Linked DNA regions of Mus musculus: all the other regions are linked to region 7. The links are chromatin contacts, called in public HiChIP or PLAC-seq, Micro-C and promoter capture Hi-C maps. All regions are on one chromosome and are shown on one strand. Each heading gives the region's core, a stretch centred on a gene start, on an enhancer-like site or on the middle of the called end of the contact. The rest is flanking DNA. Distances are from core to core; before and after follow the strand shown. Region 1 holds the start of Fbxo10 (F-box protein 10). Region 2 holds the start of Zcchc7 (zinc finger, CCHC domain containing 7). Region 3 holds the start of Nr4a3 (nuclear receptor subfamily 4, group A, member 3). Region 4 holds the start of Zbtb5 (zinc finger and BTB domain containing 5). Region 5 holds the start of Tomm5 (translocase of outer mitochondrial membrane 5). Region 6 holds the start of Grhpr (glyoxylate reductase/hydroxypyruvate reductase). Region 7 holds the start of Anp32b (acidic (leucine-rich) nuclear phosphoprotein 32 family, member B).

The links. Promoter capture Hi-C pulls out the DNA fragments that hold promoters and counts their contacts. Hi-C and Micro-C count contacts between places; a contact is called where the count stands out from the background. HiChIP or PLAC-seq counts read pairs in DNA pulled down with a chosen protein or histone mark.
Region 1: a promoter capture Hi-C map of liver shows a contact between it and region 7, with 4 times the contacts expected there. The contact joins the promoter of Fbxo10 here to the promoter of Anp32b in region 7. A contact is called at or near these places in 2 of 39 promoter capture datasets (hippocampal neurons and liver).
Region 2: a promoter capture Hi-C map of liver shows a contact between it and region 7, with 2.8 times the contacts expected there. The contact joins the promoter of Zcchc7 here to the promoter of Anp32b in region 7. A contact is called at or near these places in 2 of 39 promoter capture datasets (the 3T3-L1 cell line and liver) and 1 of 9 other capture datasets (liver).
Region 3: a contact with region 7 is called in a Micro-C map of embryonic stem cells, with 5 times the contacts expected there. The contact joins the promoter of Nr4a3 here to the promoter of Anp32b in region 7. A contact is called at or near these places in 1 of 484 Hi-C or Micro-C datasets (embryonic stem cells) and 2 of 115 datasets of contacts at active chromatin or transcription factors (astrocytes and thymic regulatory T cells).
Region 4: a contact with region 7 is called in an H3K27ac HiChIP or PLAC-seq map of epiblast stem cells, with 11 times the contacts expected there. The contact joins the promoter of Zbtb5 here to the promoter of Anp32b in region 7. A contact is called at or near these places in 12 of 39 promoter capture datasets (the 3T3-L1 cell line, 3T3-L1-derived adipocytes, the HPC-7 cell line and 6 more), 2 of 484 Hi-C or Micro-C datasets (CD4 T cells and embryonic stem cells), 4 of 115 datasets of contacts at active chromatin or transcription factors (astrocytes, double positive thymocytes, embryonic stem cells and 1 more) and 1 of 9 other capture datasets (adipose tissue).
Region 5: a promoter capture Hi-C map of liver shows a contact between it and region 7, with 9 times the contacts expected there. The contact joins the promoter of Tomm5 here to the promoter of Anp32b in region 7. A contact is called at or near these places in 2 of 39 promoter capture datasets (liver and pre-B cells).
Region 6: an H3K4me3 HiChIP or PLAC-seq map of embryonic stem cells shows a contact between it and region 7, with 5 read pairs. The contact joins the promoter of Grhpr here to the promoter of Anp32b in region 7. A contact is called at or near these places in 1 of 39 promoter capture datasets (hippocampal neurons) and 1 of 115 datasets of contacts at active chromatin or transcription factors (embryonic stem cells).

Annotation. Positions count from the first base shown.
Region 1 is chr4:45,082,588-45,085,992 of GRCm38.p6, forward strand. It overlaps Fbxo10 (F-box protein 10), which reads right to left and starts at 2,017. Exons shown (of 11, transcript NM_001024142.1): 1 at 1,903-2,017.
Region 2 is chr4:44,754,880-44,757,850 of GRCm38.p6, forward strand. Zcchc7 (zinc finger, CCHC domain containing 7) reads left to right here and starts at 1,680. Exons shown (of 9, transcript NM_138590.4): 1 at 1,680-1,813.
Region 3 is chr4:48,043,356-48,046,612 of GRCm38.p6, forward strand. Nr4a3 (nuclear receptor subfamily 4, group A, member 3) reads left to right here and starts at 1,950. Exons shown (of 8, transcript NM_015743.3): 1 at 1,950-2,361.
Region 4 is chr4:45,011,074-45,014,170 of GRCm38.p6, forward strand. It overlaps Zbtb5 (zinc finger and BTB domain containing 5), which reads right to left and starts at 1,339. Exons shown (of 2, transcript NM_173399.3): 1 at 1,151-1,339. 1700055D18Rik (RIKEN cDNA 1700055D18 gene) reads left to right here and starts at 1,737. Exons shown (of 1, transcript NR_166789.1): 1 at 1,737-3,097.
Region 5 is chr4:45,106,745-45,109,929 of GRCm38.p6, forward strand. It overlaps Tomm5 (translocase of outer mitochondrial membrane 5), which reads right to left and starts at 1,369. Exons shown (of 2, transcript NM_001099675.1): 1 at 1,169-1,369. The coding sequence starts at 1,289.
Region 6 is chr4:44,979,402-44,982,766 of GRCm38.p6, forward strand. It overlaps Grhpr (glyoxylate reductase/hydroxypyruvate reductase), which reads left to right and starts at 1,993. Exons shown (of 9, transcript NM_080289.2): 1 at 1,993-2,133. The coding sequence starts at 2,051.
Region 7 is chr4:46,449,310-46,452,353 of GRCm38.p6, forward strand. It overlaps Anp32b (acidic (leucine-rich) nuclear phosphoprotein 32 family, member B), which reads left to right and starts at 1,617. Exons shown (of 7, transcript NM_130889.3): 1 at 1,617-2,040. The coding sequence starts at 1,987.

The DNA.
Region 1 (3,405 bases), core at 767-3,266, 1.4 Mb before region 7:
AAAAAGGATTCTACATTCTCCCATGTCTATCTTTATTTCATTGGCTCTCATTCCCATCCCATCCCTCTTCACACTGTCACTTGTTGAAGAGCAGGAGGAAAGGAGGAAATAAGAAAAGGGAGAATATGTCTGCACTGCAACTGGAAAAAGAAAAAAAAAAAAAAACGAAACAAGCCAGAACGACAGACGAGTGACTGGTGGTTGGCCACACAGCTCAATAGCTACCGGTGCCATCATGTAAACGTAATTCCCCTGATAACCATGGAAACCAAAATGAAGGCACCGTGTTGAGGGCTGCTCTCTTTAGATATCTAAAAACAATAAGAGGCCAGAGACCAGAGAGACAAAGAAATCCAGGCATTCCAAGCCAGAGGAAATCCTTTCCTAAAAGCTCTGACAAAGTGTGCCATTTTCTCCCGTCTCCAAATCTCAGCAAGCTTCCACCAGGACTGGAGACCTGACAGGGATCATGAAACAATTCAAGCCTCTCCTGTGTGCTGGTCTCCTGGGGCCAGATGCTATGAGGCCAGCTCTCTGGGAGCTGAAAGCTTATTGTTATCATAAAACATACCGCAAACCAGCAGAGGGGCACAGACACACACAGACATGGACTCACGTGAGCACACGCGCGCGCGCACACACACACACACACACCTGTGTGTGCACATACAGACTTTTATATAACTAACATAGCTAGCTATGCAAACAGCTCCATGGGGGCAGACACCATTGTCTGGATCTTGTTGCCAGAATAAACGAACAGTTGAGTTAGAACATAGGCAAGCTCAAGCATTCTTTCTACTACCCAAGGCCAACAGTGTTGATGGCTGAGCAAAATCAAAGTCCTGGCCTCGTTCTTGGTCTAGCTTCTCTGTGTGCAGGAGACGGCTGGATTCCATGGGCTCCTAGGCATCTTCCAGTAGACAGTCAATCACCCTACTGTATTTTTTTTTTTTTTTTTTTTTTTTTTGTGATAGCACATGCCTGACAGTTTTCTTTCCCCTCAGAGGGAATCTGATACCCATCTGCTCAAGTAAATTAGCGTTCCCATCCTGCCTGACTCATTCGGTAGGAACAACAGGTTCACATGCCAATATGAAACAGAAGGCAAAGGGGGCCTGGGAAAGGGGAGAGGGCTCCTCAGCCAAAACGACACATTTTTCAGAATCACATTCACAGAGGACGGTGTGCTTACTGCGAGAAAGACGTCTATCATGGACTCCTAGATTGCTATTTTAACAATGCTCACACGGAGAGTGCTCTCTAAGGAGTCCTCAACGTTTCCTGCTTAATCCTCACAGCAACCTCGGGCCGAAGAATTCATCTCTACTTTTATTTATTTATTTTTTTTTTCCATTTTTTATTAGGTATTTAGCTCATTTACATCATCTCTACTTTTAACAGAAGCACCACCGACGTGGCTCAAGGTTGCCTGGCTAGTGGGTGGTGGATGGAACTAACACCAACTCCGGAGTTCTGGCTCTCCAAACGGCTCTGCCATCAGTGCAGGAGGGAGGCCGGGCAGGGGGTCGTCCCCTCTTCCTTCAAAGATTTGCGGAAACCGAGTCTCCGCGACTTGTTAAAACCAGACCCACTGGGTGCGCGACTGCACGCTCTCTCCTGCATCCCAGGTGAAGGCTAGCAAACCGCAAAATCGCATTCATTCTCTCAGACACTTGCAAAGCCCTGGGGCTGGAGGCGACCGCGGGTGGGTCCGGGGTGGGGGCGGACGGGGGCACAGCTCTCCCGGAGCTCCGGCAGCCGAGGCCCCCCACCTCCCGCAGTGCCCCCAGGCCCGGTCCCCGCACCCCAGCCAAACGCTGGGCCCACGGAGGGACCGAGCGGCCGGTGAGCCTGGAGCATCCGCGGGCTCCCGAGAAGCCTCCTTCCTGCGCCTCTTACCTCAGGGAGCGGCGCTGCCCGGCCGCGGCCGCGACGCCCTGGAAGCCGCAGGGCTGCCGGAGGACTGCGGCGCTCGGCCACAGCGGGGTCCGACTTCGCCGCGAGCCCCGCCCCCGGTGGCTGTCACGTGACGCGGGTGTAGGGCTGGCCTGCGAGCGCGCGCGGCCGTGAGACTGGAAGGAGGGCGGGGCGAGCGGGGCTCGGCGATGGAGGGCGAGCGTGGCCTCCGAAGGGGTGGGAACAGCATCGTGGGCGGGAACTGCCGGAGGCTCCTAGGGGCCTGGAAGCGGGCGGATCCTTCCCATCACCACTATAGCCTAACAGCACCCTGGGCTCCGTGCATATGAGCACATAGGAGCTGGAGTCACCCTGAGCCCAGCTAGAAGTCAGGAAGGACTTGGGGCCATGGGTGGGTTGTGTGGAAAACGTTTGGCACAACGCAAATGATGTGTGTAGTACCTGTTGCACCAACTACTAGTTATGGGCCCAAGAGAACAAAGCGGTGGTGGCTCCTGTTCTGAAATCCACTCTGTGGCGGAGAGGATAAACCGGAAAAGCTGTTTAAGTCCATATGTATTTAAAATTATATGAAGTACATGAAAAGAGCTCTTTGGTTGAAAACTAGGGTTTGAGGAATGTGATGACCTCATGAGAGTAGCTATGTGAAAGAGGCCAGAGAAAGCTCCTGCGCTGAGGGAGACAAGACGACTCCTAAGAAAAAATATTTTTTTTGTAGATTTTTTTTACTTTTATGCGTATTTTATGCACCTGATTTATGTGCACACAGGGGGCCCTGGAAGCCAGAAGAGGGAGCCGGAGCCCTTGGAACTTGAATATAGACAGTTGTGAGCCACCAAGTGGATCCTTTGCAAGAGCAATAAACCTCCTGACTAGTAAGCTGTCTCTCCAACCCTGTATCCCACCATCCCGAGGTCTTAGATAAAAGGGTATTAGAGGTCATCAGTATTTCATAAGCCATGATAAAGGAAGCCATTGAAGGGGGAGAATGCAGGTGTTCGATACTCTGTGCTGAGAAGACAAGAGAAGTAGAGACTGGCCTGAAGTACTGGAAGTGGATATGGGGGCACACACACGGATCTGAGACAGTTTTGCAGTAAAGTCAAATTTGGGGGGGGTGTTGTTTTATGCAGTGGTTAAGGCAAATTCAGGGTCTTGCACATGCTGAGCAAGTGCTACCCCCCTGTACCCCCTGTACCCCCCTACATCCCAGCCTTCAACGATTCATTTGTTTAAACCCCAAACAAAACACCTAGACCCAAACCCAACAATTGAATGCTGACCGAGAGCTGTTCAGCAAGCACACAGATGTAGTGGAAAGGCCATGCTTAGACGTCGCTTACGTTTGGCAAACCGATCGCACGTCTAATCCTTTGAAAAGTGGCCCATTGTATGAAACCAGCAGGCTGAATATGAATTTCAATACCCAATTAAAAGCCTGAGTTCCTGGATTTGTGCTATCAAACATTATTGTTTGTGTTGGCA
Region 2 (2,971 bases), core at 430-2,929, 1.7 Mb before region 7:
GTATAGAGGCAGGCAGGGGCCACGAGGGCAAGAGGTAGGGGGACCTCTGAGGACAGACGGGGGAGAGGGAACTCTGAAAACAGAGAGGGGGGAGGGGAAAAAAGAAAAAGGAGAGGACATATGAGATTATGGAACACACAGAGAGCCGGGTGGCCAGCAGTCCTTTTATAGGTCCTCTAATCCCTTGCTCGGTCCCTGGGAGGAGTCTAGTGAAATCACCTGTAAGCTAACAATATACTAAGAGGAGTTATTATGGCCCTTGATTAAAAATTCAGTCTTTTAATACACACATACACACACACAAACACACACACAGCATTCCTTTGGCACATATTCCCTGAACTGTCCAAACATGTGACCTACTTCTATACCACTTTTTCTATCCCCCAAATAGGTTTTTCAATTTTGCCTTTTTATAGTGTCTTGTCCCTTTCTTTCCTAGCACATAACCATAATGCTAATCGAATTTTGTAATTATTTTCAAACTCCTAATACTGTAACAAGACCTTAAAATTCTTCTACTTTATCTGGACTTTCTAGAACAGCCTGACATTTTCCTGAAACTCTTCCCCCAACCCCCCTATAATTTAGTTTAAGTAAATATAAGCTTAGTTTTCTAATAACGTAGAAGGCTGACAGCTTGGCTCTAATATGTTCAATAAATGTTGGCAAAAAGATTTAAAATCAAACTCATCTATCAGGGATGTTGTCAGTACCTAATTCGGTATTTGTAAAGTTGCTTAGATGAACTTATGTTTGTTTGTGTTTGACTGTGACAAGGTCTTAAGTAGCTCAGGCTATCTTTGACTGCTCCACGTTGCTAAGGATGAACTTGAATTCCTTATTTTCCTTTTTCCACCTCCTCTGTACTAGGCTGCTTATGTGGTGGAACTTAAAAATGAACCCAGGGCCTTCTATGCGGTAAGCAAGCACTTTACCAACTGGGTTACACGTCCAACCTCATAATTAAAGTTTTTTTGTTTTTTTGTTTTTTCTTAAAGGTGTGACCAAGGGAACCAATGCTGGAGGCCGTGAACACCGTCTCCTAGTACCAGAAAGAACAGCATTTACTCCGTGTTGCAGGAGTGCAGCTCTTCACGGTTCACAAACAGTTAACAAGGCGGAAGCACCTCCGAGTGCACTTTACAACCTAAGGTGAGAAAAGCCGTGCGGTCACTATTCCCACTAGCGGAAAAACCAAAACCCAAACCAGACACTCTCAAAAATGCCTCTTCCCGCGCTGGCATTATCAAGGTCCCTCTCCGAAGTCACCTACTAACCCTAAATCCCCTACTAACTCTGACCTCCACCCGGAAAAGGGGCCGATTTGCTCTGCGCCACGTGTTACTACGAGGGCGTCACCCAGAGCTAGAAAAGAGACAGCCCCTGCCGACCGGACCAAGGTATCATGGGAATTGTAGTTTTCTTTCCAACACGGGAGTAAGTGAACTCGCACTTACTTTTGCCCTTCAAGTAGCTTCTATTTAGTATAACTCATAAGATAAAAATATGCACCATAATTTTTTCAGCCGAGATTTCTTTTCGAAAGGAAGGATGAAGAAAAAAAGAACAAAACCAAACACAAAGTTTATAGGCGGAGAAAACAAAGGGTTAATAAGCGTTACGCATGCGCTCGGAGGACTCGCGGGTTGGGCGGAAGGACAGCTCCCAAGAGCTCTGTTTTCCCCGGAAGTACCTTCTCCTCCCTGGAGTCCGCGCGGACGCGGCTTCCTTACCTCATTTGTCCTCGCCCCTCCCCGTTCCTCTACGCGTTTCGGTTCCTGGTTGGTGCTTCCTGGTCGCGGCCGCGGCAGTGAGTATGTGTGTGACGGACCCCGAGCTGTCCCGCGGCCGGGGGACCCCTTCCCCTCTCCGCCTCGCCCGCGGAGCTGTGGAACTAATGCGTGCCCCTCTCTGGCCTTCCCCTCCCGGTCCTTCGGGGCTCAGCGCAGTGCAGCGCAGCAAATGGCCTCTCAGCTCCGTGCCGCCCCACGCGGCTCAGTGACCGGGCTGGGGTTTGGCGGCCCGAGACCAGGGCTTGGGCAAGGCTGGGCGGCGATGGCCTTGACGGGCACGTCTTCTCTGTCGGCGTTACTCCACCGCCTCCCACGGTTCACCCGTCCTGGGGAGGTGGGCCAGTCCCGAAATGTGGAGGTCTCCCTTCGCTGAGGGGAACCTGGCCCTCAAGGATGCGTCCAGTCGGGGGCCACCTTAAGCTGGTGCTGTCAAGTAGCCGCTTCACGAGTAGACACAAAGAATCTGGGAACTATGCCCCATTCCTTATATAAAACCAGGGTATCCTAAGATGATCCTCTGCCCCCGCGCCCGCACACCCTAACAGCAGACAGTTGTAGTCAATTTTACTGTGGGGAAATCGAGGTTGGGAGTTGGCAGCCCCCAGTTCCAGCCATCACTGATTAGCTGCCGACGCTCAGAATACCTTTAGGTCGAGTTTACTGTGATTTCAAGTCTCAGGGTTGAATGAAGGAAACTTTTTTTTTTTTTTTTTTTTTTTTTTTTTGAGACAGGGTTTCTCTGTATAGTCTTGGCTGTCCTGGAACTCACTTTGTAGACCAGGCTGGCCTCGAACTCAGAAATTCGCCTACCTCTGCCTCCAGAGTGCTGGGATTAAAGGGGTGAGCCACCACGCCCGGCAGAAGGAAACTTTTAAGGGCCTTTTTTAGCCCATTGGATAATTTTTTTCCTGAGCCTGTTTTTCCCAAGTATAAAATCACCCTTAATTTAATGACTAGGCTCCCTTCAAAAGCTCTCGACTTGGTGTTGAACATTTAGACCTTAAATTGCAGCGTGTGTATTTAAGACGGTGTTGTGCTTTAGGGACAGTTAATTATTGTCATTTAGTCAGAGGATGGGGAATGATCTGAGGGAAGAATTGGAAGTGAAAATTGTATGAAAACTACACGATTAACAGTGCATGGGACAAATAGGAGAAGCACTGTTTCCAGCAGAG
Region 3 (3,257 bases), core at 700-3,199, 1.6 Mb after region 7:
GGAGACGGGAGGGGGTGACCGAGGGGAATCTACTCCGCTATCTGCCGCGCGCGCCGCCGCCTGGGCCCGGCCAACCGCCCAATTTAGAAACATCGCCTGCGTCAATCACGCGCCTCGCGTGCGTCAGCGCCGCGCGGCTCCAGGTCCTGCTCCCCCAACCCCCAGCCTTTGAATGGATTCAATGTAGGAGCGCCCTCCTTCCTTCTGGGCTAGGATGGGAACGCACCCGCAGCCAGGGGGCTCGGTTCCTCTGGACTGGGACAACTTTCGGAGCGTCCGCTCACGGTCTTAAGCACACCAGCCGGCTAAAGTGAAAGTGGAGGCGTAGACAGAGAGACACACTATGCATGTGTTGTTTTGTTTTTCGAGTTTCTGGTCCTAGTTCGAACCTTCTTAGATTCTGAAGCATGTGCTATGACTAGGGGATCCTATTCCCCCAACTTTGCCACCCACACGCTCAATTGTTGGGGCAGATCAAAAGAAAATGCCACTTGAGATTCTAGCAGACCACTGGAGACCGCGTCTGTCTGTGTTGTTTCATTCTAACGTCTTCGTAAAAAAAAATTTTTTTTTCTGAAAGAGGTTACTTTCAGTTAGCAGCAACCTTTGGAACTAAGAGTTCTTAACTCAAACATGTTTTGTTTTGTTTTGTTTTGTTTTTGTTATTTGTTTTGTTTTGTTCTCAGCAAGAAAGTGACACCCTAAATTTTTTTCCAGGAAAAAATCGCTGTCCCTTATACAGTCGCCCAGACTTTCTACATACTTGGAAGACAAATGTACCTCCCCCCCCCCGCCCCCCGCCCCAGGAGACCATAGTTAAGATCCCCTAGAGACAACCTAATGAATCCTGTTGACTGATTTTGAATATTTCATTTGAGAGGTGGAAGGGGAGGCATCTACAACCCTCAAATGCGAGTTGAGTTCCATGTCTGACCCGGTGCTGGGGAGTAGAGGAACAGTCAGACTCACTCAGCTGTTCAACACGTGTGGTGTGTTTGTTTTATATATAGTTTCTCGTGCAGCGCGCGCGTGGCTGGATGTGCACTTCTTTGGATTATAAAGCGTCCAGTCAAGAACCTCACACCATAAGTAAAAAGAAATAAAATCTTGTCCCTGGAACTGTCTGCATCCTAGGGTGAAACACTAACAGCATGACAGGAGGAAGAGGCAAATTAGCCTAGGCGCAGAGGGCCAGAGGGACGTAAACAGCCTTAGAACCATTGCATGAGGGAAGCACAGCTGCACCTCTGGGAGTCTTCGGCCTGGTGCCAGACTCCTTCAGCTGCGACTGCCAGGTCACTCGGAGAAGCTGGCTGGCGTAGCCTTCCCTTTCGGAAGAGCTGTCCTCTCTCTTACCCCCTGGACCTGGCTAGATGCCTCGGGGCAGCCTCGGAGGCGAGCCAGCAGCACTCCTCCAACTCTGCTCCACCCGGAGCCTGACAGCTGGGCGGTCCCGCCTGACCCGCGGGCGGGCTGCGGCACCCTCTGGTAGACCGGCGCCCTGGCAAGCGGCTCCCGTGCAGAGGGGTTGGCCGCGCGAATCTGAGAAGCCTCAGGGCTGGGGTCCGCAGCTCCCCGTGGTTTCCATTGTGCGGCCGTGAGAATGGCCGGAGGACGCGCGCACGCGCGCGCGCACACACACACACACACACACACACACACACACACACACCCTCGCACACGCGGAACCGGCTGGGCCAGGGGAGGGAGGAGGAGGGTGACGTAGCGTCCCATGTCGTCACATTGACGTCTCGCATTCCAGGCACTCTATGGAGAGGCTGCTAGGGCTCCTGTGGCATAAATGACGTGCCGAGAGAGCGAGCGAACGCGCAGCCGGGAGAGCCGAGTCTCCTGCCTCCCGCCCCCCACCCCTCCAGCGCCTGCTCCTCCTCCGCTCCCCATACACAGACACGCTCACACCCGCTCCTTCACTTGCACACACAGACAGACACACGCGCGCTCACACGCTCCGCACACACACTCCACTCTCTCCCGCGCGCTCACACCCCTCTCACCCGGCTCCCTCGCCAGTGTCGCGCCGCGCCGCGCCGCAGCCGGACGCCCCTCCAGGGCTCACTTTGCAACGCTGACAGAGCCCGCAGTGTCCGTGGAGGTGGGAAACGTGGCGACATCCTACCCCCTGGTCGCAGCCGGAGACTGGATGCCTGCGGAACCTCTCGGCGGCGCTCTCCCATGAGTTGGGATCGCAGCATCCCCCGCCAGCCGCTCACCGCCTCTGGGAGCCGCTGGGTTTGTGCACCGCAGCCCTTCCGGGACAGCAGCTGTGACTCTCCCCCAATCCAGATTTCGGGGTCGCTCTCTAGAAACTCGCTCTAAAGACGGAACCGCCACAGCACCCAAGTACGTACGATATGCCCAGTTAATGTGGGGACTTGCTTAAAAGTTGGCGCGCTGGGAAGTGTCGCTCCTGAAATTGACAACTTTTAATATGGGGTGGCCCCCTCCCGCCGCCTCCCCTTTCAGGTTTTCTCGCCCAGCTACCGGTGGGTTCCAAGCTGAAACTTTTCCCTTGTAGCTGGCCCTCAGGGACTCTGAAGCTTGTGAGATTCCTCTCCCCACCCAAAGAGGCTAAAAGCCTCTAACAAAGAGGAGGACCTGGATTTGTGCTGTAGCTGCTCCAGCGTCGTAATTCAGGGTATTTCGGCTCTAGTTGTCATGGTAATGATGCTCTCGGCGGCGGCGGCGGCGGCGGCAGCGGCTGCCGCTGAGGCAGAGTTGGAGCCCCGGTGATGAACGGCAGTAATTTTCCTGCCTTTTAAGTGGAATTGGAAATAGGGACTCTGGTGGGTCCGAGTTAATGTGTCTAATGGTGAAACGGAGCTGGTTGTCTGGGAGAAAGCTTAGGAGGGCCAGTGCCTGGGCAGCAGCGGCCGGAGTTTGCAGAGGCTCTGGAGGAGCTCAGCAAAGAGGGTGTAATTGTAGGAATGCGGCTTATTGTATTGAAATGAGCCCCGGGCTCCACTAGGCACGTCTGCCTGGCGTCGCCGACTTGCTGGTTTACACTTTTCCCCATGGAGGTAATCGGGTGTAATTGCCGACTCTCGCGCCCCGACACGCGTGGGGACCAGGTCCCTCTTCTCCAGGCCTTGGCTGGTGTGGGAAAGGCTTGTGTTACTTTTCAATGAGCTTTCGGAGAAGTTGCTCCGAGTGTTTTCTTCTTAGTAGAAAGGAAAGTTCTCGATGGTGAAAAGGGGAGCCGAGCAGCGGAGCGCAGCCGGCGGAGACTGGCTTTCAAA
Region 4 (3,097 bases), core at 89-2,588, 1.4 Mb before region 7:
TCTTTTGCCCATCTCCTTTCCCCTACCCAGTAAGCCTTTAGCTTACTGCCAACCACGAGACTTTTCAGAAAATGAAAGCAAAAATCTCTAGCAAACTAACGAAGTGCCCGGTCCACTTTTTAAAACCATATAAAGTACACATGTCATACAAAGACAAATCACGAACGAGTAAGGCACAGTATTCCCTTCAATCTCTAAAAACCTAAATGTATGTAAATTCAACTCAGCAGTACAAGAACATATTTTGGAAATGTTTTTCTTTCAGTCCTTGAAAATTGCGAATTTTATTAATTTTAATTACCTAGACTCAGATCACGCTACTAAGGTAATCAAGAGTCTTTGACCCAAAAATTTTCCTCCAAAAATAAAAATAACCAAAATGTGGTTCCTACAGTGTTCGCCACGATGCTCGGACGCAGACTGACCATAGTAAGTGGCACTTTAGAAAAACAAAACAAAGCAGAAACCCTTAAACCGCTCCCTTATTTCTACTGTTGTTTATGTGCTAAGCAGTCGGTCCTCCAGGGGAAGATGGGACCGCTGTCTCTTACCACCGCACCCCACAGCTCCTCGCACGAAGCCTGGAAGAAGTGGCCATTCAATAAATGCCTACTAAACACTTTTGTCTAACAAGTTGGGGCATTCCCAAACGCTGACTCCACCCCTGTCGTCGGCCGCTGGCTCCCGAATCCAGACAGCTTATGGCCTTGCTCTGATGAAACGAAACCTCATCGCTCAGGAGGACCCAGGGCAGGATCAAGAGAGCCACTCGCCTCCATCCCGCAGGGCAGCCGCTCCTCGGCTCATCCCGCTAGGATGCAGATCCCGAGCGCGGGTTCCCACAGCATCCCGAGAGGCTCCATGTCCAGCAGCAGATCTGCAGGGCACTAGTCCCTGCCCACCCCGCACCGACAGCCGGGCGTCGGGACACAGGGGACGCCTGCGCACAAGAACTGAGCTACCACCCTCCTGGCCCCACCGAGGCGAAGGGTAACAATACCCCTCAGCAGTAAGACAGGGTGGACAGGCGGCCCCGGAACGGCTGCGCGCTCCCCGATGCCTCGGCGCGCTCCCGGTGCACAACCGCCTGCACGTGAGCGCGCCCCGCGCGCGCGCGCCCAGGCCACTCTAGCTGATAGGGTCGCCTCACCTGAGCCGGGCTCCGCCCCCCTTCTCCTCGCAGGAGGAGGCGGTGGCCCTCCTCCGCTCGGACCGACCCTGAGGAAGGAGGCGGGAAGGTCCAGACTGGCTTCCCCGGCTGTGACTTCCGCCCGCCCCGCCCCTCGCTCCCGGCTCCTTCAGCCCGTTCGCGCGGTTCTTTGAGGACCCGGCGGAGGCCTACAGTAAACGGATGTGAGGTACCCATGTCACCGCCTCCACAGGCCTCCAATGGCCAATCATCAGGAGGGCGGGGCCACAGTAGGAGTGACGTTCTGAAAATCTGACCAATCCGCCATCCCAGGACCCCGGCTGTGTTTACTACCACAGCATCCGTGAGCGCTCTGACCAATCACAATTTGCCTTACAGCCCGTAAAACTGTTCTCAAAGATCTTTGAAGGCGGGACTTATCACTTAGCAACACCAGGTTTGGCCTGTAGAAAAGCTATTTTATGTCACGCCCAATCAGAACTCAGCATGAATAAGGAAAGCTAGTGTTTTCCGTCTACTTGAGCCAATCGCAATGACTACTGCCAGCCCTGAGTCCCTCCATTGGCTCGCGCTGACTGTGACCTGGAGTCTGAAGGACAGGTGACTTCCTCTCGCTGTGAGCTGGAGATTACTTCTAACTTGTAGGTTTGAGAAAAGATGTAAACGGAACCCCAAGAAGCCGAGTGAGACGAATGGCGAGCTTCACAATGAGTAGGAAATGCCGTCGGTCTAATGGTGGTTGGGTGGATCGTCGCCCGCATCGCGTCTCAGTTGCCCAGACGTCCAGCATAGCAACGGGAGGGTCGGAACTCAGTCCGACGTGTGCCCACCAAGCCATCAACTCCAGAATCAAGTTTACAGTCGCCACCACCTTAAAACTTCAGGGCTCAGCCCTCTTATCAATGCCGCAAAAGAGTCTGCTGGACCGGGTGGGAAAGAGGAAGGCCCGGCTGCCGCCTTGGCCTCTTGCGGTATACCACCGAGCAGTAAAATCAAGATTATGTGTTCTAGATAGCTTTCCTGTTACTTTGATAAAACTGAACAAAGCAGTTTGGAAGAGGAAGTGTTTACTGGGCTTATCACCATGGTTTCGGAAAGTCCTGGGAAGAATTCAAACAAACCGTAGACTAAAGCTACCTCCTGGCTTGGGCTCAGCTGTCCTTGTGCTCAGTTCACGCCTGCGTGAGAATGGACAGGCCACAAGGGATGAGCCCTACTAAGTCAATTAATAAGCAAGCAATCCCTTTTCCCAAGTGAAGGATAGTATAAAATTCTTAGTTGGTTCACAAGCTAATAGGGTTTCCTAGGGCTTCATCCATCCTTAGTTTGCACCAGTTCCCAACCCCAATAAACCCATATAAAAACCACACAATCCAGTTATAAATATAAGCTATGTACCTAGACTGGACAGCTCTAGCACTGTGCTAACTTATTCCCCAGCTGCGAGACCCTTTGCTATTTGCAGTTTCTCCTGGCCACGTGGTTCTGCTCCTCCTCTTCTTCAGTCCTCTCCCCTTCCCTTCTCCTCTCTACCTGTCCCTACTCTCCAAGACCTCCCACCTCTCCCCTCCCCTGCCCAATTACAGGCCTCAGCCTTTATTGACCAGTTAAAATGGGGAAGAGGATGCCCTCAATACCCTCCCCTTTCCCTCATCCCAGTTTCCTTTCCAGATTAACCCTTTAGCTCCTGACATTCTCTCCCTTTTCTACCATCCACTCCCACTACAAAATGTTTTTTAAGAGAGCATACAGAGCCGAATACAGTAGAATAATAATTACACAAAAATAGAACCTGGTGTGGTAGCTCACACATTTTATCCCAGTACTGGGAGGCAGAAGCAGATGGACCACTATGAGTTTGAGTTTGAGACCAGCCTGGTCTACACAATGTGTTACAGACCAAGCAGGATTATATAGTAAGACCCTGTTAAAGAAGAAAAAGTGCAT
Region 5 (3,185 bases), core at 119-2,618, 1.3 Mb before region 7:
GTGTAACCGCCCTGTCTGTCCTGGAACTCCATTTGCAGACCAGGCTGGTCTTTAAAAAAAAAAAAAAAAAAAAAAATCATTGAGATCCACCTACCTCTGCCTTCTGAGTGCTGGGATTAAAAGTGTGTGCTACCATGCCCGGTTCTAAATAAAAATCATTAAATAGAATAAATCAGTGCACTAAGCTAACATTTCCTTGAGAGCTCTTGCCTATAAGAGAAGGATGGGAAAGCTAAAGTTTAAAGGGTAAGCAGGATGTTTTGGGTGCTTCCATTTCCCCCAAGATGTCCTGTCCTGGAGGAGCCAGCAATACAGAGAGTACAGCAAAAGAGGCACCCAAATGAGGGAGGCCTTAACTCCAGTCTTCTAAAAATGTTGGTATGTTCTTCAATTATTTGAATCGCTCCTGCCTCTCCCTGCCCAGAAGACTCCCACAGGCAAGCAAGCACTGGACAATAGGAAGAAGTGGTACAGGTGTGGAGGTCAGAGTACAACTTCTGGAAACTGGTTCTCTCCTGCCACCACGTGTGGATCCGGCTCAGGCAACTCAGTGAGCCACCTAGCCAGCCCCTGACTTTTAAATTGACAGTATGGCTTTAACCTTGAGTATGTGTCCTATGAACTCAAGCTCTCACTTGGGGTGAGGTGGCACAGATCAAGCAACTTTTGTTAATGTTGAGATCAAACGCTTCAGAGATTCTCCAAGAAAAACCAATTATTTACTTCACCCTCTGTACAAACAAACATAAAGAAAGCTAATCTCTTGTACTTCAAAGGCAAGCAGAGAGAGAAAGCGCCTGCTACCTTATTAAGAGCTCAGCCGGAATTGTATTCGTTCTCTGAACGGCCAAATGACCTTGGGTCAGCCACCTTCCGGGGACCGTTTCTAGGTTTGCAAAACGAGGGTATTGCTCCGAGGATAACACGTGGGAGCTTCTTAAGCACAAACGTTGGGCGAGCAAAGGTGACTTAACCACGCGTCCTCCGCCACCACGTGCACTGGGCACATCCCCAGGACCCGCAGACCCCCAGAGTGTGCGCAGTTGGGCAGTCCTGGACGTGCAAGCACCCCACTCTCCCCAGGATGCTCAGCTCAAGGCCCCACGACCGCGTGCAGGGTTGGGTGTGGACGCGTGGCCTCACGGTCACAGCCCAGAAGGACACTCACTGACTCGCAGCAGGGCCACGTAGATGAGGAAGTTCCGAATGGAGGAGACCACATCCTCACGCATCTTCCGCTTCATCTCCTCCGGGTCCAACTTGGGCGCGAGACCCTCGATCCGGAACATTGCGGCGGCTCTGCCTCCAAAGCTTGCGAGAGCAGCAGCTTGCTCTCCTCCAGTGGCCGCCCTGCACCCGGAACTTAGCCAGGCTCCACTTCCTGTCCCACCCCTTGTTTCTGTCCTGTGACGGGAACCTGTGAGGGGAAAATTTCATCCTGTCTTCTTGTGTCTGAAGCAAAGAGACCTGAAGGGGGCGGCCGCCGCCTTAAGTCTCTGAGCCTTGGGTGGATCTGGACTGTGTTTTGGTCCCTAGCCGGGAGAGTGCCACCTGTAAAGTTGTTTTATGCTGTAAAGTAGGGAGGTGTGTGCAAAAATATCATTATAAATAATAATAACATTTATGAAGAATCTAAGACAGTACTTCGTGAAATGCACATTTTAGTCTGTCCTTCCTAGGTTTGAAATTTAAAACAACTTAGTTGGGAATGAAGTTCGTTTGCCAAATCGTTTTCTTAGGATGCATGAAGCCCTGGATAGTGTTGCTGTTGTGATAAACACCACCAAAATAACTTAGGAAGGAAAGTGTTTCACCTAACCTGTTAACGTTATCCAGGGAGGCCAGCACTGGAGTTCAAGCTGGAACCTAGAGGAGGGAACTGAAACCAAGCGGAGACGTTGTCTTTACTGGCTAGCTGGCCTCAACCAGCTAACTTACTTTTATTGGTTAGGACCACCTGCCGGGTGGCATTGCCCACAGTGGGCTAAGCCTTCCTCCATCAACTAGTAGTCACACAATGACCCTCAAATTCACCAATAGGACAATCTGGTGGAGGCAATTCCTCAATTGAGGTTTTCGCTTCCTAGGTGTCAAGTTGACAAAAACTAGCCAGCACAGTGCTGCACACACCTGTGTTCCCAGCACTGGGCTGCTGGAAAAAAGGGGTCAAGAGTTGAAGGTCAGGGCAGTGCTGGCTCAAGCACTTGGGAGACACAGGCAGGCAGATCTTTGAGTTCAAGGCCAGCCAGGTCTACAGAGTGAGTTCCAGGACAGCCAGGGTGACACAGAAAAATCCTGTCTCCAGACAAACAAACGAATGAGTTCAAGGTCAAGGTGGAAACAGTGTCTCACACCTGTAATTTCAGCCCTCAGAAGACAGAGGCAAAAGAATTACTGCAAGGTTAGGGGCAGCCTGGGTTACAAAGTAATTACAAGGACAATCTGAAACAAACAAACAATCCCAAGATAAACAAACACAAACAAAAAACAGAGGTCAAGGTTATCACCCTCAGCTAGTGAGCTCAGACTGCTAGTGTCCCAGACACTGAAATTCTAACATTTCCCACATTTTTTTTCTGTACACTCATTTTTTGGAGGTAACTGATCTTTAAATATTCTAATGAAGATCTTGGACTACAGCAAGTATGAGCCCAGATCAAAACTGATCAACACTGGACAGATGAGAGAAAATCAAGTTAGAGTTTTCAGACATGAATGGGACAACTGAATTTTTCACATAATCCAATATCAGAACGTCTCTTTTTGCAGGCACACTGTATAACAACAATGAATTTGGGGTTAAATAAGAATAATACTTGAGGGCTGGTGAGATGGCTCAGTGGGTAAGAGCACCCGACTGCTCTTCTGAAGATCGGGAGTTCAAATCCCAGCAACCACATGGTGGCTCACAACCATCCATAAGGAGATCTGACTCCCTCTTCTGGAGTGTCTGAAGACAGCTACAATGTACTTACATATAATAAATAAATAAATCTTAAAAAAAAAAGAATAATACTTGAAGCCGGGCGTGGTGGCACACGCCTTTAATCCCAGCACTCGGGAGGCAGAGGCAGGCAGATTTCTGAGTTCGAGGCCAGCCTGGTCTACAAATTGAGTGCCAGGACAGCCAGGGCTACACAGAGAAACCCTGTCTCGAAAAACAAACAAACAAACAAACAAACAAA
Region 6 (3,365 bases), core at 743-3,242, 1.5 Mb before region 7:
CTCCCAAGCCGGTGCCAAAAGCTGTTCTTCTCTGGTGCCCTGTACCCACCTCCTACAACATGTTCTGGGTGGTGAAAGCACTGCCTCTTAGCGGCTGTGTGACTTTGAGCAGCTTTTTGTCCCACTCTCATCCTCAGTGTCTGTAGATTGGGGAAACGTGGCCACTGGGGAGTTCCCAGGAAAAGTGTTTGGTACGGCAGTCTTCTGAGCTTACTAAGGCCTCCATAAACATTGTCAATGCCCGGTGTTCTTTGGCTTCAGCCTCTGAAGTGGAGGGCAGGCTGTAGGCCCTTTGGCTGGCTCTGTGGTCTCTTTTCACATTCTTTCCAACCTATAGTACCCTCTGAATGTCAGCTGACGATTTGCCTTGAGGGAGCGACCCACACGGCCCCTGTTGACATGTGTGTCCAGTGCCCTACTGTCCTTGCCTGTCCTGGGTATGTGGAGAGAGCTGAGCCGAGCCCAGCAGGCCTGGCCTGGGGACACGAAAACACCTTGTGTCAATGTTTGACAAATTTCAGGACCTTTCCTTTCCCCTCAGTGACCTAGCAAACGGGTCAGTAGGGGAGACATTAATGTATTACTTAGGACGGGAAGGGTTGTGCAAAGCCTTGGCCTGGACCCAGATAGGAACAGGAAGTGTGCTAGGTACATGTAATTCCGGCAAGTTCAAGGCCATCTCCTGCTAGCTGGAGGCTGGTGGGGACTATGTGTTTCAAATAAATAAATAAATAAATAAATAAACATCCCAAATGGCCCAGTTGACATCTGTCAACACTGCGTGTGTGTTGTACTAGAGTCCTCATGGGTCCCCATAAAATCAGTGAAGAGTACACTGTGTTGTCCTTGGCGCCCTTCCAGACCAGAGACCAAGTCACTGAGCAGCCCTTGGACTGAAGTGAGGTTGCAGAGCTGAAGGACAGGCCTGGGGCCCTGAGCTAGTCCTAAACCGCCTTCAGGATCTGCATCATTTGCCGTAAAGTCTGGGCTGGCCTTGAACAGTCCTGCCTCTACCTCTTGAATGCCGGATTATAAGCATAATCGCCATGCCTGCCTTAGTCTCTATTATAAGCACAGTACATACTTCATCTCTCAACAAGCCAAGGCAAGCATTACTACAATCCCCATGGGACAGATAAGGAAGACATGGAGGCACACAACGTTTAATAATTGCTCACGGTGGTGAATCGGGCATTTAGCCCCAGGCATCTGGGCATTGCAGCTTGAGCTCTGCCACCCTCAGGCTAAGCACCCCTGTTCAGTAGTGAAAACAACCTTCAAAGGAAATGCTAACCTCACGATGTGCCTGAAGAAACAGGGGTGGGAATGCAGATTAGGGTTAAAGGTCAAACAACTGGAAAGGGTTAAAGCCAAGATCCAGACTCAGTCCCATCTACCTGCAAACCCTGGATCTACCCGTGGCTCAGCATACCTGGTCCCTGCTTGCTCAGGAACTGCTTCCAGACAGTTAGCACTTGTGTCTAGCTCGCCTGGGTGGCCCGTGATGGGCTAAAATATCATCACAATTGTAAAGTCCCAGTAAGGAATCATTCTAAGTATTAAAGCTATAATGTCTGGACTCAGACCCTCTCCCTCAGTCTCCTCCCTCAGCATGCAGGTCAGGCTCGGCTTAGAATTCCGTGTGTTTAACCAGAAGCCTCTGGGATAGTTTGGCTAAGATAGGCCTCACAGGGCTTTCTCCTTTGCCAATACCGACAGCATAGTCAGAGAGGTCTCTCTCACAGGTCCCTCCTCATAATGCCCCTCACTCCAGGCTCCTAGTGGTGTTTGACAGTCTCGAGGCCATGTTACTCTTGAAAGCACACACACCAAAGAAGGCTCTCCAAGTCCTACACTCAACCCACACTAACACAGAGCCTCTATCCGGGACACTTGGTCTCCAAAGCTACAGCCACAGCTATACCAGACCATAGAGGTCCCGGGCTCGGCCCCGCCCCCAGCGCCGGCCCCGCCCCTAACGCCGGCCCCGCCCACACTTCCGTCGTCTCCTGCAAGGCCAGCCTGGTACGTGTTTGCTGCTGCGGGTCTTATGAAACCGGCGCGACTCATGAAGGTGTTCGTCACTGGCCCGTTGCCTGCCGAGGGCAGGGCTGCGCTCGCCCAGGCCGCAGAGTAAGCGCCCGCGTCGGTACGGGGGCTGCAGCCGTGCCCCTGGCACGCTGTCCTGTCCACCTAACCTCAAACACCCCTGCACCCATGGAGACACGCCGCTAGGGCTTCCAGAGCTGTCCCAGGGCTGGGGGCCACCTCTCAAGAGCCGGGTGCCTGGCAGGCAGGCGAAGCGGAGCCAGGACCCGAGAGGGTGGCTCTGGCGCATGGGGACTTTGCTCAGGTGTTGCCAGCTGTGTCCCCAAGGGGCTGGCTTGGAGTTTGGGGCCGTAGTTCTCCGGGAGGCAGCTTGCTCCGGGCCCCAGGCTATTGGTCTCCATGTTTCAGTGAAGTGAGATTGCCTATGGGGCAAGGTGCAGGCTGTGAATTTTACCCACTGAGGGTTAGCTGGCAGGCAGAAGTAGTGTTCAGGGACTATGACAGTCATTGGCTTGCCTCCTTGGATACTCGATGGGGCCATTTGATGACTGTTCTCTTCCTATTGAACCTTGTTTAGTGGGTAGCCTTGCCAGGAGCTGTGAACACAGACTGTGAAGTCAGCTTTAGAATTTCTGCATCACTTGAAAACAGTCTGGATGGGCTTGTTGTACCTTGCCCTGGGGTCACTCAGCTCCAGGTGGCAGGCCTGGCCCTTATGCTTAGTCCTCATCCGCTGCAGGCGGGTCACTTTGTCCTGCCGGCTTTGTGTTACCATGCCAGTTTGGGAGGAGGTGAGAGTGCTCGGCAGTCAGTTTTTGTTTGTTTGTTTCCTGATTTTTTTTTTTCAAGACAGGATTTCTCTGTGTAGCAGCCCTGCCTGTCCGGGAACTGGCTTTGTAGATCAGGCTGCCCTTGAACTTATAGAGATCCGTCTGCCTCTGCGTTTTGAATGCTGGGATTAAATTCTGATGGTTTGGGGACTGTGACTTGTTTCGAAATTTTTTCTAGCACAGTACAGTTTTTCCCAAGGACTTGTTTTGTTGGTACTTTTGGTGCTGAGGAGCAGAGACAGATGGACCTGGGGACCTGCCAGCCACTGTCCAGTGTCTCCTGTGTGCACACACCTGGACTGCTCTGAGTGCAACGGAAGGGTTTGGAGGAGCACCTCACATTTGAGGCTACTAAGGAAGCACACTCAAGTGCTCCCGTGACCAGAGGAGCCTTCAGCTCTTGTCAGTGTTCCCCACTTTGGCAGCACTTCACCCCCTCCTCAACTACACTCCAGACAGTTCTGAGGCTCCCCACGAATGACCTTA
Region 7 (3,044 bases), core at 367-2,866:
CCTGTAGACTGTTTACCATGGGAAAGATAACAGTCTCAACATACTAGCTAGGATCAATCCCACCATCCTTGGGAGTTACCAGACTACTCCTCTCTCGCAGACCATACCTGCCACCAACAGCACATGACACCACCTGTGGGCTACCTGTTCTCATAGGGCCCTCAACTGTTTTCCATCCAGTGTACCAAAGTAAGAGTCCCCAACGGTGACTCACTCTAGACCAGGGTGGAGCAAAAATATGGCAGATTTGAACCAGACCTATAAAGCTTAACTTTGTTGGGCTACTGGTGATGATTAAACCTTAATTCCTCATTTTTTTTCAATTAAGATATCACCAACTTCATAGGGGTTGCCTGAAAGTTAAATGGGACATAACAGCGCAAGCTCTTAAAAGCCAATGCTCGGTGATTGATTATGGAAGCGCTTCAGTAGATTTTTTTTTTTTTTTTTTGAAAAGCTTTTTGCATAGCTCAGTGAAGCCTATCAGGTAATAGTTGGAGATCTTTTGTGACAAGGAGCACAGCACTCCCTTCCTTTCCCCACATTCTCCTGTCTTAGCCTTCCAGACTACCACGGAATTATGAGTGAATCTACACCTATAACTATTCACCTTTCCCCCATAACCTACACATCTTCTTTTCTCTTGAATTATTATTTCTGAATCTGATATATAATCATTTAAAAGTTTGGGCCTCTAAGGCAAAATGGGATGATAGGAAGAGGCTTCTTGCACTAAAATCTTAGGGTAATACCTAGATGATGTTTTTCTCCAGTAAACAGTAATCTTTAGTGCCTCTGGTTAATATCAGAGGTAGGCTCCTCATTTAACACAACGCCGTGTGCTTTAAATCCAGGGACCCTTAAAATTAGACTTTGACAAAGGCTGCCAACCCAGGACTCAACTTAATGGTGACCAAGAATGTATACATCTTCCACGGGTGCCCCAAGAGATAAAAGTCAGAAGGTGGGGACTGAGGCGTCATTAAAATTACTAATGGTTTCCTTCACTAGTGGCTCACATGTTTAAAAACAGTGTTTATGTATAGTTGTTTTCTGTCTCCTTGGCTAGTTTGTAGTTTAAGTACTGATAAAGTTCTAAAGTATATTAAATTTTTTATTTTTAAAAACAAACACGTGCCAAGGGGAAAGTTTCCTGAACTGGGGATGCTCAGATGCGGCGTGGCTTGGGCAAGAGGCTGGAGCTGCCTGCCCCTGCTGATGTTTTAGTACAACACGGCGGGGAAGCGAGCACAGCCTCACCAGGGTCCTCGATGGCACTTCTAACATCACTGGACCTAAAGGCAGCGAGGTCGGGCTATGGGCCTCAAAACTGGGAGGAACAGGGTGAACCCCAAAGCCACAGCCTCTGAGGGCGCCCGAAGGCTCAGGCGAAATTGGGTCCGGGAGAGCCCGGAAGAAGGCGCGAGGCTGAGCCTGCCCGTCGACCTCCAGGAGAGCGCGGGTGCCGGTGGGGGTGGGGGCGGGGGTCCCGGCACCGGAAGGTCTTACATCAGCCAGCCCACGTGCGACCCGAGGGCCAGGAGGCGCGCGCGACCCGGGAGGCGGCGCCGCAGTCCGGGCTGAGCTTAAGGCGGGTCCCGCCCCGCCCTCCGTGCGCCTCCCAAGTCCGCGCTGCAGCCCGGGCTCCCGAGCCGAGCGGCGCCGCGCAGGGCCGAGTGGAGCCGAGCAGCCGCCGCGTCGCGTCGCCGGTTTAAGCGCAGTGCGGGGCCTTGGCCGGGGGCGGCGGTAGTGAGGCCAGAGCCGCGCTCCAGCCCCCTTTTCCCTCCATGGTTTCTCTCCGCTCCCGCGAGTAACTTGGCTCCGGGGGCTCCGCTCGCCCGCACGCCCGCACGCCGCCCGGGGACCACGCCGCCGCCTCCTCCAGCCGCCTCCCTCCGACGGCCCTCGCCGCGCAGGCCGGGTCGCCTCTCCCCCCTCCGCCCCCGCCGCGGAAAGTTAAGTTTGGAGAGGGGGGACGAGGGGAACATGGATATGAAGAGGAGGATCCACCTGGAGCTGAGGAACCGGACCCCGGCAGCCGTAAGCAGAACCCCTCGGGCGCCCGCGCCCCCCGATGACTTGCAAGTAATGGTGGCCACCTGCGGGCCACCGGGCTCCGGCCGCGGCGCGGGGAAGGCGCTGCTCGCAGCTCGGACGGGGACAGGGAAGGCGGGCGGAAGGCGCGGAGGGGGGAGCGAGCGCGCGGGCTTTAACTCTTTGGCGCCCGCGGGCCCCCGCGGCCACGGGGAGGACGGCGGGTGGAGAAGCAAACTTTGAGCCGCTCGCCCGCCCGGTCCTCTCCCGGAGGGAGCGCTCGCGCGTGTGGCCGGCGGCGAGGGCGGGCGCGGGGGTTGTGTAACGCTGGGAGCCATGTTTGCAGCCTCCCGGGATGCGCGGCCGGGCGGAGGCCGGGCCTGCCGAGGCGCCGCGCCGCCGCCAGGCCCGCCGCGGGGCCGGGCCGGGTTCCATGCGCCCCGCGGCCGACAGGGCCTCGCCGCCGAGGAGGGTGTTCGGGTCCCTGAGGGGGGCGCGGAGCCCCCCTCGGGCGCGGCCTGGCGCGGAACGGGGGAGGGGCGGGCCTGGCGGCGGAGGTGGCGCAACCGCCGCCCCTCCCGAGGCCAAGTTTGAAAAAAGGATGCGCTTCCCGCCATTTTTTCAAGCCTAAAAAAATCCAACTTTGCCCCTCCTTTGCCCGGCTCGCCTTCGCCCTCGGCCTTGCCCACGCGGGCTCCCCGGGCCAGCCGGCCCGGCACCGTCACCGCCGCGGTGGCTTCGCCCTCCCCCGCGCCGCCGCCCGGGGCCTTGCCCGAGAGGGAGGCCGGCCCCTCGGTGTGGGCGGCCGGCGGCTCCGCGCGCCAGCCGGGGCGCGCCACAGCGCCATGTTGGCGGGCGCCGTCTTCCTCCGCCGGGTGAGCCGGCCGCCCTCGCGCTGCCTGTCGGTCCCCGGGCTGCCCCCGCCCCGCGGGGCTCGTCTCCGCGCGCACTGGAAGCGCGGCGCTCGGCCACCGCCGCCTCGTCCCCTCGCGGGCGCCCTCCCCCTTCTT